Linked DNA regions of Gossypium hirsutum: region 2 is linked to region 1. Evidence: chromatin contacts called from public Hi-C data. All regions are on one chromosome and are shown on one strand. Each heading gives the region's core, a stretch centred on a gene start, on an enhancer-like site or on the middle of the called end of the contact. The rest is flanking DNA. Distances are from core to core; before and after follow the strand shown.

Region 1 (6,262 bases), core at 1,740-4,239:
GGAAGTTACAAATGCAGAATGTAGTAGCACACTCACTTGCTCCCAGGCAGCAGCCGGCATTGACACATAAACCGACAGAACCACACATCCAGGCCTTATATAGCTCTCCATTTCAGACGGACTATTTGAAAGCCAATTATAAATCTGCAAAAAAAGTTATCAGAATCATCATTAATCCCTAAAAGAACATTATGGAATCTCCACTTCCAATTATATGTAATAAGAAAGCCAAATTTGGCAAACAACTCCTCACCTGGGTCCGTAGTGTACCGGGGAAGTGGCTGGGGTCCTTGTCAAATAGCTTAAAAATTATTCGCCCGGTACGATCCTGCTTAGAAACCATTCAACCATTAGAAATGTTAATGTAACACACATACCAAGCGCAAGCATGATGCATGGTAAAAGAAAGCAAAATGAAGTATAACCTAAATAAAAATTAGAATAGGTACTACTTATATGATACCTGAGCATCAGAGTTCAAGCTAGGGGGGGAATGATCTGACCCAGAAGAAGACGTATACCCCGCTTGAGAAGGGAAATGTTGAAATGAACCATGCCCTGTTCCTCGCTTTGACCCACTAAAAAGCTCAAGAGGTATAATAGAACCATGAGCCCTGCTTGTCTCAGCATTTGTATTAGCATGTCTGCCAATGGGCACTTTCTCATATTTGACAGCTTCAGGTGTGCTATGCATTGGGAAGAATTTTTGTACAACTGGAGATGAAGATGGAGATCTTTCCTCCATTGGATTGCTACTGTCAGAAGAGAAATATTTCCTAGATGATGCTAGCATTGGTGGGCTATCGTCCTCAGGTGAGGAGCTAAATAGCTGCAATGGTAAATTAGCTCGAGTTTCTTGAATCTGGCATTCTGAATCTTCAACAGGAGATTGATAACTGGTACTGCTTCTTTCTCCTCCGACTGAAGTAAACTCCAGAGGAGCTCTGTTTAACGAGCTGGAAGCAGCTACATTATCAGGACAGATCGACTTGGTCTTCTGGCTATCACTGCTCTGGCTGCTTCTTTGAGATAGCATTGCAAGGGCATCAGAAGAAGAGGACGTCAATGAAGCTGAAAGGGCAGCAAGCAAATCTACTGTAGATGGAGAAGATGTGTTTTTCCCATTCAATTGGTTTTGATTGCCTAGCGAAGGTTGCTCCTGGCTCTTCCTGTTCAAAACTCCAACATTGGGCAGCTTTGCAGCCAGCTCCATTGGCAAAGGTAATGAATTAATCTTACTAAGAATCTGAAGGAGTTGATCTCTATTTGGAACCAGTGAGGGATTAATGCTTTTCTCCTCAGTTTTACCTATATGTTAAGCGCACAAACATCAGCTTCAACTTAAAAAGTATAATTTGAAAATTTTACTCATTTAGAAAAAATTTCTTGCCTTGTGTCCTAGCCAAAAGAGTCAGCAAGTTGACAATATCTAAACTTCCATTCCCGGCATTATCCCTGTTTACAGGGAGTAAAAGCCGTGAGGTCACATCTTCAGGTTGTGTCTTCCTTCTACGGCGATTATGCCCAGCAAGCCTACGCCTACAACTTCTCTTCCCCTCATCAAACTCAGAAAGCGGGTGAAACCTGCACATAAGCATTATAAAGGTGATGTGGGTTCAACCAATAGCTAAAAAACTAGATGCCAAGGGTGAAAATTTTAAGAACGAGAACATAAAAGTAGCAACCTGCTACACTGCTGGCAGAACCTCTGCATCTGCTTCTCAACAAGAGCTTTAGTCGCTTTACTATGAATCTCACACACTTTATGCCGACGGTGATAGTCCTTTGCATTAGAAAGATCTTCCTTACAATTATCAACCTGACACATGGGGTAGCTGGTACTCCCAGGCGATCCACCACGGACCTTTTTGTTAGGCCTAGAAACAGGCTCTTCCACAGAATTCAATCCCCCACCTAGATTCAGTTGCAGTCTCTCATCATCACCATTTGCTGCAGTGGCGTTTTTGGATGTTATAGAGTTTTCATTCCCATTAACATGACCTTTCTTTCTCTGTTCTGCTGTAGCAGTCCCTGCCTGAAGAATCTCGGTGTTTAAGGGTTTAGCAATGAATCTCACAGCATCCCACTCCCATTGCTTTGGGTTCCAGTTGTCCCTGGGGTTGGCAACACGCTGCTGTGAAGGGTTTTGGTACAGAAAGTCTGAGGCCTGATAAGAAAGGTCACGTTTCCTGGGTAAAGAAGGCGGATCACAGAAGCGGCTGGCAAGGGCCTGGTGAATATAAAGGGGAGGAGCTACTTGCGCGCCTGCATCCTCCATGGGTCTGAAAATAACTTGGTTTTCCAGACACCAAATGATCTCTGGACAAAAGAAATGGCTATTTTAACAAGTTATTTTGAGAATCTATAACTAGTAACATAAGAGAAAGTAGTTCATCTCATCCAAAAAGTCAAAATAAGAAAGATGAATAGTCAAATCTTATAGGGGATGATAAGGCTTGAGGATAAACACTCCGGATCATAATTTTCAGGGCAGATTATCAGATCAGACAGATTGGGACTTGGATAAAATCATATCCAACGACTGACACATGTAGAAATCAAATTAAAATCTAAAAAAGAGCAAGATGAATGATAACAGTTATCCAAATAAATAGCAAATATATGCGCACAAGTAAATAAAGAAGATTTGAAACATACCTTTCACGAAAACCTCAGCTTGAGGATTTCACGGCTGATTATCAGATCAGACAAAGATTGGGAACTACTGGAGACATGTAAAAAAAATTAAATTAAAAAGAGCCAGATGAATGATACAACACAAGCAAATAGCAAATATAGGCGCGTAAATAAATAAGATACCTTAACCAAATCCCAGCTTAACGCTTCATCATCTCGTAAAAGCAAATAAAAAAAATTAAAAAGAAGTGAAAGCAACCACCGCCTTCAACCTTTTCAGCCTTTTACTTCATGTTAATCACAGATCTGAATTCTCCTTTCTCCCAGATACCAACCATCAGACTTGGACTTGCGTCTCTCTCTTTGTAATTTAAAAAAAAAAGGAAAACGGGAAAAAAATATAGGAATCAAAGGTAGAACAGCAAGGAAACGCAGTCAGATCCGAGAAGATGAAGATGAAACAACTGGGAACTTGGGTTTGGCTCCACAACTTTGGTTTACTTTTTTGTTGTCTCTCTCAAAAGAAGAAGAAGAAGAAGAAGAAGAAGAAGCAAAAAGTAAAACGTGGTAGCAGACTAGTTAGTAGGCTGGTATTCCATTTCTAATTTTTTTACTTTTTCGCTGTGACTGCCTTTACCTTTGCCTTAGCTTGAATTATTTTATTTATTTTATCATGTTTGTTTAATATTAGGGGTTGGGTGCTGCCGTAAATCGTAAATTGAAGCTGGATTGAGGTTATATTCATAATTTATGGCCGCCCACGGAGCAACGAAGAATCCAAGACTCTTCCTTTCCTTGTTCTTAACTTGTCTAGTTTAGTCATTACTCATTAGTGTAAGTAGTACGTTCTTTGTTGTTGTTGAGTTGTACTTGTATGTATAATAATGGTTAACTTAGTTCTTGAATTTTGTGTTTAATAACCCCTTCAGAACTAGTTTAATTACTATTGATTGCGAGTTGGAATGTATTTGGATATGTAATGATTTTTTAGATATTTATATAAGATGATACTCGAATTTTTAAAATTGGAATTTTGCTATAAGGGGTTTGGATTTATTATAAATTAAAGATCTCTCTTATATTAAATTATGTATTCAATTTTTCTCACATTGACCCCTCTAATTTTTCTAACCTTAAAATTTAGTTCATAGGCCTTAATCTTTAAATTCTCATTATCAACCAACTAATATTTCTAATTGCTAGAGATCGACTCGATTAAGCCAGGAACAAGTAAAAATAGTAGAAGAAATTGAGAAATTGAACACACAAATTTAACGTGAAAAAACTCCTCTAAAGAGGATAAAAAACCACGGGCAAAGATAATTTTACTATAATGGCAAAAGAAACAAAGAGTACAAAAAAAAGATGGAGATAAAAACTAAACCCTGAAAACCCGAAAACAAAGAACCCTCAAAACGTAAACACAAAATTCTCTAAATGTGTTATGAGTTCTAATAACAAATGAGTGTATTTTCTAAGGTTGTAAAAGAGCCTATTTATAGGCTAAATTCATATGTCAAATAATAATAAAATAATCTAAACTAATCAGTGTTTGATTGAAACAAATAAACAGAGTTTAACTAGAAGATTATTTCTCAAATTTGAATGAAATAGGAGTCATACTTAACAAATCTCCACCTTGACTCATATTTCTTCAACGCCATCTTTGCCAAAGCTCGCCACGAGCCTATCTTGAACTATGCAGGAAATTAACTGAGTCGAATTTGTGCTTAGAAATTGGAAGACTTCTAGCCTTCGACTTGTACACTGCCAAATCAAAACTAACCCGGGTCTGATTTTCACGAACACAATGCCCTAACTTTTCAAAACCTGCATCCCAAAGAGAACCTCTCTTCAACGAAACGGTCATACATTTTTCCTTCCTATGACCAAGTTGCCTCGGCTCCAAACGAGTTGACTTTGACTCTAAAACGGATGAGGGACGTCCGATTTCACCAGTCAGTGTAGAACCTTCCAGAATATAAAGGCTGTCAATTCTTTTACCTTTTAACAAAATGAGAGCTCCACGAGATACTTTAATACCGCTCGACTCGATGTTGATTTTGCATCCTTTCAAGTCTAAAATACTCAAGGAGATGAGATTCTTTCGTAAATCAGGTACATACCTGACATCTAAGAGTGTCTTAATCGTCCCATCGTGTATCCTAATTTTAAAAGTACCAATACCAATTACCTTACTAGATGAATCGTTTCTCATGCGCACAACTCCACCTTCAACCGAACTGTATGTGGAGAACCATTCTCTATTGGGACACATGTGGAAAGAACATCCCGAATCTAGGATCCACTCGGACATAAGCTTGGAGTTATCGCTCGTTGACACTAACAATAAATCATCACCACTTTTATCGGCCAAATTAGCACCAGCTACATCTTCCTCGTTACTCTCAGTAGCTCTTTTATTTCGCAGTTTATAACAATCTGCTTTGACATGACCTAACTTTTTGCAATAGTGACACCTTTTGTCTCATTTCTTTGATAATATCAAAACGGAAGTTTACCTATCTGCCTTGCTATCCAAATGAAGCTCATTGTCGAGTTTGTCTCTGCCATAAATCAGGGTCTCCCTGAAAGACTTGTATCAAAAGGGGTAAAGAGTACAATAATAACATAGCTTGATCTTCATCATCAATATAACCCCAACGTTCTTTAAATCATTTAAAAGAATAATGAATTGACTGATGTGATCTCTAAGAAGCTCACATTCGTTCATACGAAACATAAATAGACATTGTTTCAACACTAAACGGTTAGCCAGAGACTTAGTTGCATAAAGAGTTTCTAACCTTTTCCACAAGGCAAATGAGGTCTTCTCCATCAATACCTCCTGCAATACCGTATTCATGAGGCACAACTGGATTGCAGACAAAGCCTTTTAATTAAGCTCTTCCCATTCTGTTTTATTTAGATTCTCAGGCTTTTTCCCGGTAATAGCCTTTTTTAAACTGGATTGAACTAGAATTGCCATCATTTGAACTTGCCATAAATTGAAATTTGTCTCACCATTGAACTTCTCAATTTCAAACCTTATTGCTGCCATATCTGAATGGGCTGATTTATGAAAATTAAACTAGCTCTGATACCACTTGTTAGAGATTGACCCAATTAAGTAAGGAACAAGTAAAAATAGCAGAAGAAATTGAGAAATTGAACGCTCAAATTTAAAGTGGAAAAACTCCTCCAAAGAGGATAAAAACCACGGGAAAAGATAATTTTACTATAATGGCAAAAGAAACGAAGAGTACAAAAAAATAGTGATAAAAACTAAACCCCGAAAATCCAAAAATAAAAAACCCTCAAAACATAAACACAAAATTCTCTAAATGTGTTATGAGTTCTAATATCTAATGGGTGTATTTTCTAATGTTGTAAAAGAGCTTATTTATAGGCTAAATTCATATGTCAAATAATAATAAAAAAATCTAAACTAATCAGTGTTTGATTGAAACAAATAAACAGAGTTTAACTAGAAGATTATTTCTCAAATTTGACTAAAATAGGAGTCATACTTAACACTAATTAATACTTGGTCACTAACTAATGAGCCTCTAATTCACTATCGTGCCCACTCCAAAAAACTTCTTGATTTGACTTTCCAAAATAG
Region 2 (6,262 bases), core at 2,619-5,118, 36 kb after region 1:
ATTTTATGGATATATGGTAAGTTAAATTCTGTGTAATACGAACTTACTAAGCTTAAATGCTTACTCTATGTTATTTTCCATGTTTTATAGTAATTCGGAAGCTCATACGGTTTGGAAGCTGGTCGGAGCTATTTCACACTATCCATTAGTCCTTTTTCGTACTTTCAGTAATTAATTCCGGTTATAATGGCATGTATAGGTTATTTTGGTCAATGATGGTATATAAATGTTTTGTTGAGATTAACCTTGTATACGGCTTGTTTTTGGTATATTTTGATGTGTATATAAGTGACCTTATCAAGTTTGATGTGTGATTGATATGGTAGAATGAAAGAAAGTAAAATGTGGCTTGAATAGGTGTAATGAATTTGGTCATTTAGGTAAGTTGAGATACTTGGTTGACATGCCTTTAAGTTGTCATTTGAGGTGCCTAAGGACATATTGGTTGTATGTGATGATATTTCATGTTTAAGACTTGATTTTGGCTTGTTTTGAATGCCTTGTTATGGCTTGTTGATGTACAAAAATCTTGGGTTAGGTTGATGTCAAATTGGGTGAGAAATGTGGCTTGGAAATTGACCTATTTTCGTTCATACGGGCGTGTGTCTCAGCCATGTCTGACACACGGCCAGGTGACATGGCCGTGTGTCCCCTGTATCTTTTAAATTGCGCAAGTCAGTATGCTTACACGGCCTAGCACACGAGTGTGTGGCTTGGCCATGTGACCCAAGTCAGAGAGTTACACGGGCTAGGACACGACTGTGTGTCCCTATTTCAAATGCCCACAGGGTCTGGCCACACGGCCGTTTGACCCCTACAGCTTTGAAAATTTTTGATGTTTTCTGAAAAATTCTTTAAGTACCTAATTTAGTCTCGACTTGTTTTTAATGTGTATTTTGGGTCTCGAGGGCTCATAGAAGGGTCAAAATATCTGATTTCGATTGGTTTTTGACATGAATATTATGTGATATAAAATGTTTGAAATTTTTGTCTATTTGTTCTGTAAACTCCGGTAATGCTCCGTAACCTTGTTCTGACGATGGATACGGGTTAGGGGTGTTATAGGCCAGAAGTCTCTAAAGAAACTAAAGAACTTAAAGAAATTTTAACAAGCGCCGCATGAGTTATAAAGAAAAGCCACATTCTAATCCAATTAGACTGAGGAGTGGAAGTAAAAAATCATTTCAAAAGAAAATAACCTTTTGAACATGTTCAATCGACATAAAGGAGGCTAAACTTATTTTTAAATGTCAAGCTTAAAAGGCCCTTAAAGCGGACATCATTGATTCAAGATCAAGTCTTGACGAATCTTGGATCCAAACCAAATCAAATTCTTAAGCAAGCATCTCACCGACTCTAGCTTCAAGATCAAATCTTGACGACCCTCGAAGCAAACTGCATCCTTACAAGATCAAGTATAAATGACCTTTAAATCAAAGCTCCATCAAAGAGAATAATCAAAAGAGTTTTCTTTGTATTAAAGAAATTTAGAGATTGTAGCTTCTTTTTAAAGTTGATAAATGAAATTTGACTCTAAATTTTCAAGTTAATATTTGACTCAAAATTTGTGTGTACAAATTTCTAGCACGCCTCGTGAGACAATCTCTTCCTTTCTTCTCTCAAAAATTCAAAGTTCAAAGTTGCAATATCCTCAAAGACTATCATCATCATAAACAAACCATCTCAAAAGCCTATTAAACCTAATCCTACAACCCTTTGAACTTCATTGTCAAGCACCAATGTCTTTACCCATGACTTAGAAAAGGTTTCTACTCGTGGATCAAATATAGCTCGTCGATAGTCAACCAAATGACAACTCCATTCCAACATGTCCCCCAAATCTAAATTTTAGAGTGATGAATATCATGACAACTGGTGCTACAACCTTGGACGAATAAGTGATGTCATTAACAAAGACAGTAGAGAGTCTTACTACAAGCATAAAAAGAATAAATGATAAAATCGTTTTCATAGTGACTTAAATTGAACATCTAAGTGGAAGCAACCAAACTTCTTCCAACAAAAATCAACATCAAACTCTTCAAAATGTTGGTGAAATCAAAGCTAGTGAAGAAGGACTTGAAAGTGTTTCTTCATATCAATTTAAATAGCTCATCAAAGACGCCATCAAAGATCAAGTTGAAAGTTTTTTTTCCTCCTTCATGTGCATATTGAAAGTCATGCACTCAGAGGATTGATCACTTGAAGATGCCTTAAAATTATCAACCTCCAAAATTCCAATAGTTTGATGGCAAAGGAAATTCGTGTTAACATGTTGCTCTCTTCGTAGAAACCTGTAATAACACCAACAATGATGGTGCTCTTATGGTGAAGCAACTGGTAAAGCTTTACAAGATTTTTGAAAGATGGATTTTTTATGTTGGCTAATGGGTATTTAGGTTTCAAGGCTTTGAGATTAGCCTCTGCTTTGGCTAGAGAAGCCAATGTTTTCAATCTTTAATATGAGGAAGATTTGATATTTGAAATCTTGGAAATTTTTTCTTTCTTTTAGTCTGAGATTTGAAGAGCGATGGCTTGAGAGATCTAACTTCAGGATCCATCGAGGATTGAACATCAATAACAGTGGTCGGTGCAACATTTTCCATCAACAATGGTGGTTTTAGGTATGATAGAATTATTGGAGATCTAGGTTTGGAAAAAAATTAAGTTTAGAAGAGAAGGATTTCTAAACGTGATATTTCTTTTCTCTTCTTTTCTATTTTATTAAGTAAAAGGAAATTAGTTTGTATTTATTTTAATTTTGGCAATTTAAAAAAATATTTGGACTTTTTTGTTTTTGTTTAGAAGAGAAGTATTTTTGTTTTTGGTCAAAAGTCAATGATCTCCCATGTGGTACTTTTTTATTGGTCAACGTGCCATGTCAGCACAAATTTTAATGGTATTGAAAAATGAAATTAAACTTGGGATACTAAATTGGAGATTTCAAAAGTATAAATGCCACATTGAAAATTTTGTTAAGTACAAAGGTTTTTTTTTTGCTATTATCCCTATTATAAATGATAATTATATTTAATTTTTGTCTTCTCTTTTACTTATTGTTTCCTTTTTAATAATTTTCTATGGAAATACATGCCAACTATTAAAATTTTAATTATATGTATTAATTTTAAGATGAATTGTTTTTTTATTATAATCCAAATCTTTTCTATTATAACTTTCTAAACAATAGTAATTAATTAATTTTACATAAAACAATTTAATAAATTCACCTTTAAGGTCAATATATAAATTTAAAACACTTAATTAAAACTAAAAAATAATAAATAAAATAGAAAACATATATATAATAAAACATGTATAATTATCTTTTATTTAACCGAATAAATTTTGAGAGATTTTATAAGATTTTCTTCAAACTTGATAAAATAAGTAAACATTCTTGAAACAATAAGAGGTGATTATATTTTACATCAAGGGTATTTTTGTTTCATTAAAAATTATTTTCGGAAAATGATATTTGAAAAATAATTTTTTCCCTGGAAAAGTTAATATTTTTTTGTGTTAGATGAATCTGTATAAAATATTTTCTGGTGTTTAATAAACACAAAAAATATAGAAATTATTTTCTATAAAATCTTAAATTAATAAGAATCGAAAATAATTTATTCTAAATATAATAAATTTTTAACAGAGAAATGATTACCACCACTCATGAGCATAGCATTCCGATGATGGTAAAATCTAGAGTTGTAACTTAACACAATATGAAAAAACTAGAGTTGTAAAATCTCGACCACAAGTCGGTGGTAGTCTACGAAAGAATAGTTGTGGTAAAGGGTAAAGACTTAAAAGGGTAACGGGTCTGGCCCAATCCTCCGTCCGATAAAGATTGAAGGCCTAATCCAAACTAATATGTATCTAACCTTTTATTTTGAGAATCAGCTGCATACTGAGATACTAGTAGTAGTACTACCCAATCTAATCACCTTTGTCCATTCCTTTTTGTGGCCTTATAAGGGGAGGGAAAGGAAGTTAGATACTTTTCCGTAAACTCATTAAATTATTAGTAAATTTGTATTTTCGTCACTCAATATTATAAAGCTATAAAATAATCATTGAATTATTTAAAATATTTTATTAAAATCACTAAATTATTCAAAAATATTTATTTAAAGCATTGCCACTATATTTAGGTTAATAGATAAAAATGAAAAGAATGAAAAAGCTAAAGAAATTATATATATGTATTTTATTTAGAGATAAGATAATATTTAGTCCCTATTTTTTTTGGTCCATATTAGTATTGAAATTTGATTACTTTTCTACTTTGATTTTTAAACTTGCGTTACGTTAAGGTACTCACATCATCACTTGAAGTTTTTAAAAACTCTACTTAATTTCTCTTTTTGTTATTTTTGAGATTTTATATAATTCTTTTAAAAATTTTCAAGTGATAACATAGAATAGTCCCAAGGTGCTAGATCATCATACTTGAACGGAATTCAAGTTCATGGACCAAACTGGGAATAATTGCCAAGTTCAAAGAGACCAAATTGAAAAATAAAAGGGTGCCAAATTAAAGGACTAAGGGCTAGTTTAACGTTACTTTGGAAAAGTACTTTTAAAAAGTGTTGTGGAAAAGTATTTTTTTGAAAATTACTTTTGAAAAGTTTGGTTTAAGATTTAAATGTTTGGTATTGCTATCAAAAAGTACTTTTCAGAAATAAAATGTCCATTTTAGACATGATATTATAAAATAATAAATATGCATTTAAATAATGTTAAAATTAGTTAATATTATGATTTTTAGCAAGAATATAAAAAATAATTTTATATAACTTGTTGTTAATATTTTAATATATGAAATATAAATTTTAAATACTTTTAAGCAATTAATATTAATTATTTATTAAATTTAATTAGAAACTATATTTTAGATATTTAAATATAACTGTTAAATATTTGTAATTAGATATTAACACATTTGTATTATTTTAAGAATCTTTTTTATTTTTAATTAATGATTTTATTTTAAAACATAATTTGAATATATAACCCATATTAGATATTAATATAATATAGAAAACATAAATCTAACAAGTTAAAATATTACATGTATTTGGATTAAAATTTCAAAAAGGGGTAATATTTATATATTAAAAATTTTACATTAGCATTTGCAATTTAAAGTGAATGAAAAATGAGACAATAAAAATGAAGGGATGAAAAAGTAATAATGCTTTCAGAAGTGTTTTTGGCTCAATAACAGCTAAAAATTTTAGCTTCTGAGTAAAAATGCTTCTGAGTATTTTTTTTCAGTTAAAAATTGATTGTTTAGCACAACTTTTCCTTCAAAAATGTTTTTCAAGTCAAAAAATTATATATTTTTAAGCATTACTAAACACAACTCCAAGACTAATGTAAAAGATTAATAAAATAAAAATGATGTTACACATTTGAGTAAAAGAAATATTTTATTTTTCTTTTCCCGAAATCAGAGTAAACAAAAATGGAGTATTTGTAGTGAAAAGAATATTTAACGCCATTTACTTTCTTTTACTAGAATAATAAAATCATCTAATTCTTTCAAATCAAACATAAGGTTAGATACATCATGCCTAATCTATCTTACTTGATTACCATATAAATATCTTTCCTAATTCCTATCTATTTAATATTCAAATTTAACACTATGTTTGGATTAAGGTTGCGTTTGGTTCGTTGGATCTTAGATCTTAGAATTACAGATGAAATGTGAGGTTAACTTGTTTGATTCATTTGGCTAGAAGGTAGGATTCGAATGTTTGGTTGATGGAATGTAAGATTACTTAAAAGTATATTTTACTCAATTGTCCTTTTTAGAGAATTTATTTATTTTAACTAGTTATTTTAATATCTTTTATCTCAATTTCTATAAAATTATAATAAACTATAAATAAAATATAATAATTATAATTGTAATGTATCCTTTTACTGGTTCACTATTATTTTTTTGTTTTTAATTAGTCTTAATTTTTATTTAAGAAAACAAAAATCTTAATTCATTAAAATAATAAAAACAAAGAGAAAATTAGTCCAAGATTTAAGATTACATCCATAATCAAAGATAATCTAAGGTGTGTGCCATAATGAGATTATACCCTATGTTACGATATTTTGACACTATTCCGTAATGTGAGATTACGGGATGGTCAAAGTGTTGACAGTCCAAACACGTAATCTCATTTTGAAATGTAATATTATAGATCGTCATGTTACATTCGACGATCAAACGCTCCCTAAAAATAAAATAAAAAAACTA

The links. A called contact is a pair of places that touch in the nucleus more often than the background predicts.
Region 2: a contact with region 1 is called in a Hi-C map of leaf, with 2.9 times the contacts expected there. The contact joins the enhancer-like site here to the promoter of LOC107921988 in region 1. A contact is called at or near these places in 14 of 34 Hi-C or Micro-C datasets (anther, callus, fibers and 2 more).

Annotation. Positions count from the first base shown.
Region 1 is chrD01:15,305,871-15,312,132 of Gossypium_hirsutum_v2.1, forward strand. It overlaps LOC107921988 (squamosa promoter-binding-like protein 14), which reads right to left and starts at 2,990. Exons shown (of 12, transcript NM_001398861.1): 1 at 2,821-2,990; 2 at 2,659-2,725; 3 at 1,686-2,319; 4 at 1,391-1,584; 5 at 464-1,308; 6 at 254-328; 7 at 37-144. The coding sequence starts at 2,278.
Region 2 is chrD01:15,341,018-15,347,279 of Gossypium_hirsutum_v2.1, forward strand. No RefSeq gene overlaps it. Among protein-coding and RNA genes, the nearest start is that of LOC107921050, 25 kb to the right of the region's middle. Within about 2 kb of position 3,869, at least 3 of the 9 cell types and tissues checked have an H3K27ac peak or open chromatin away from gene starts, as enhancers often do. A contact at or near this core is called in hypocotyl and leaf, where this site is marked.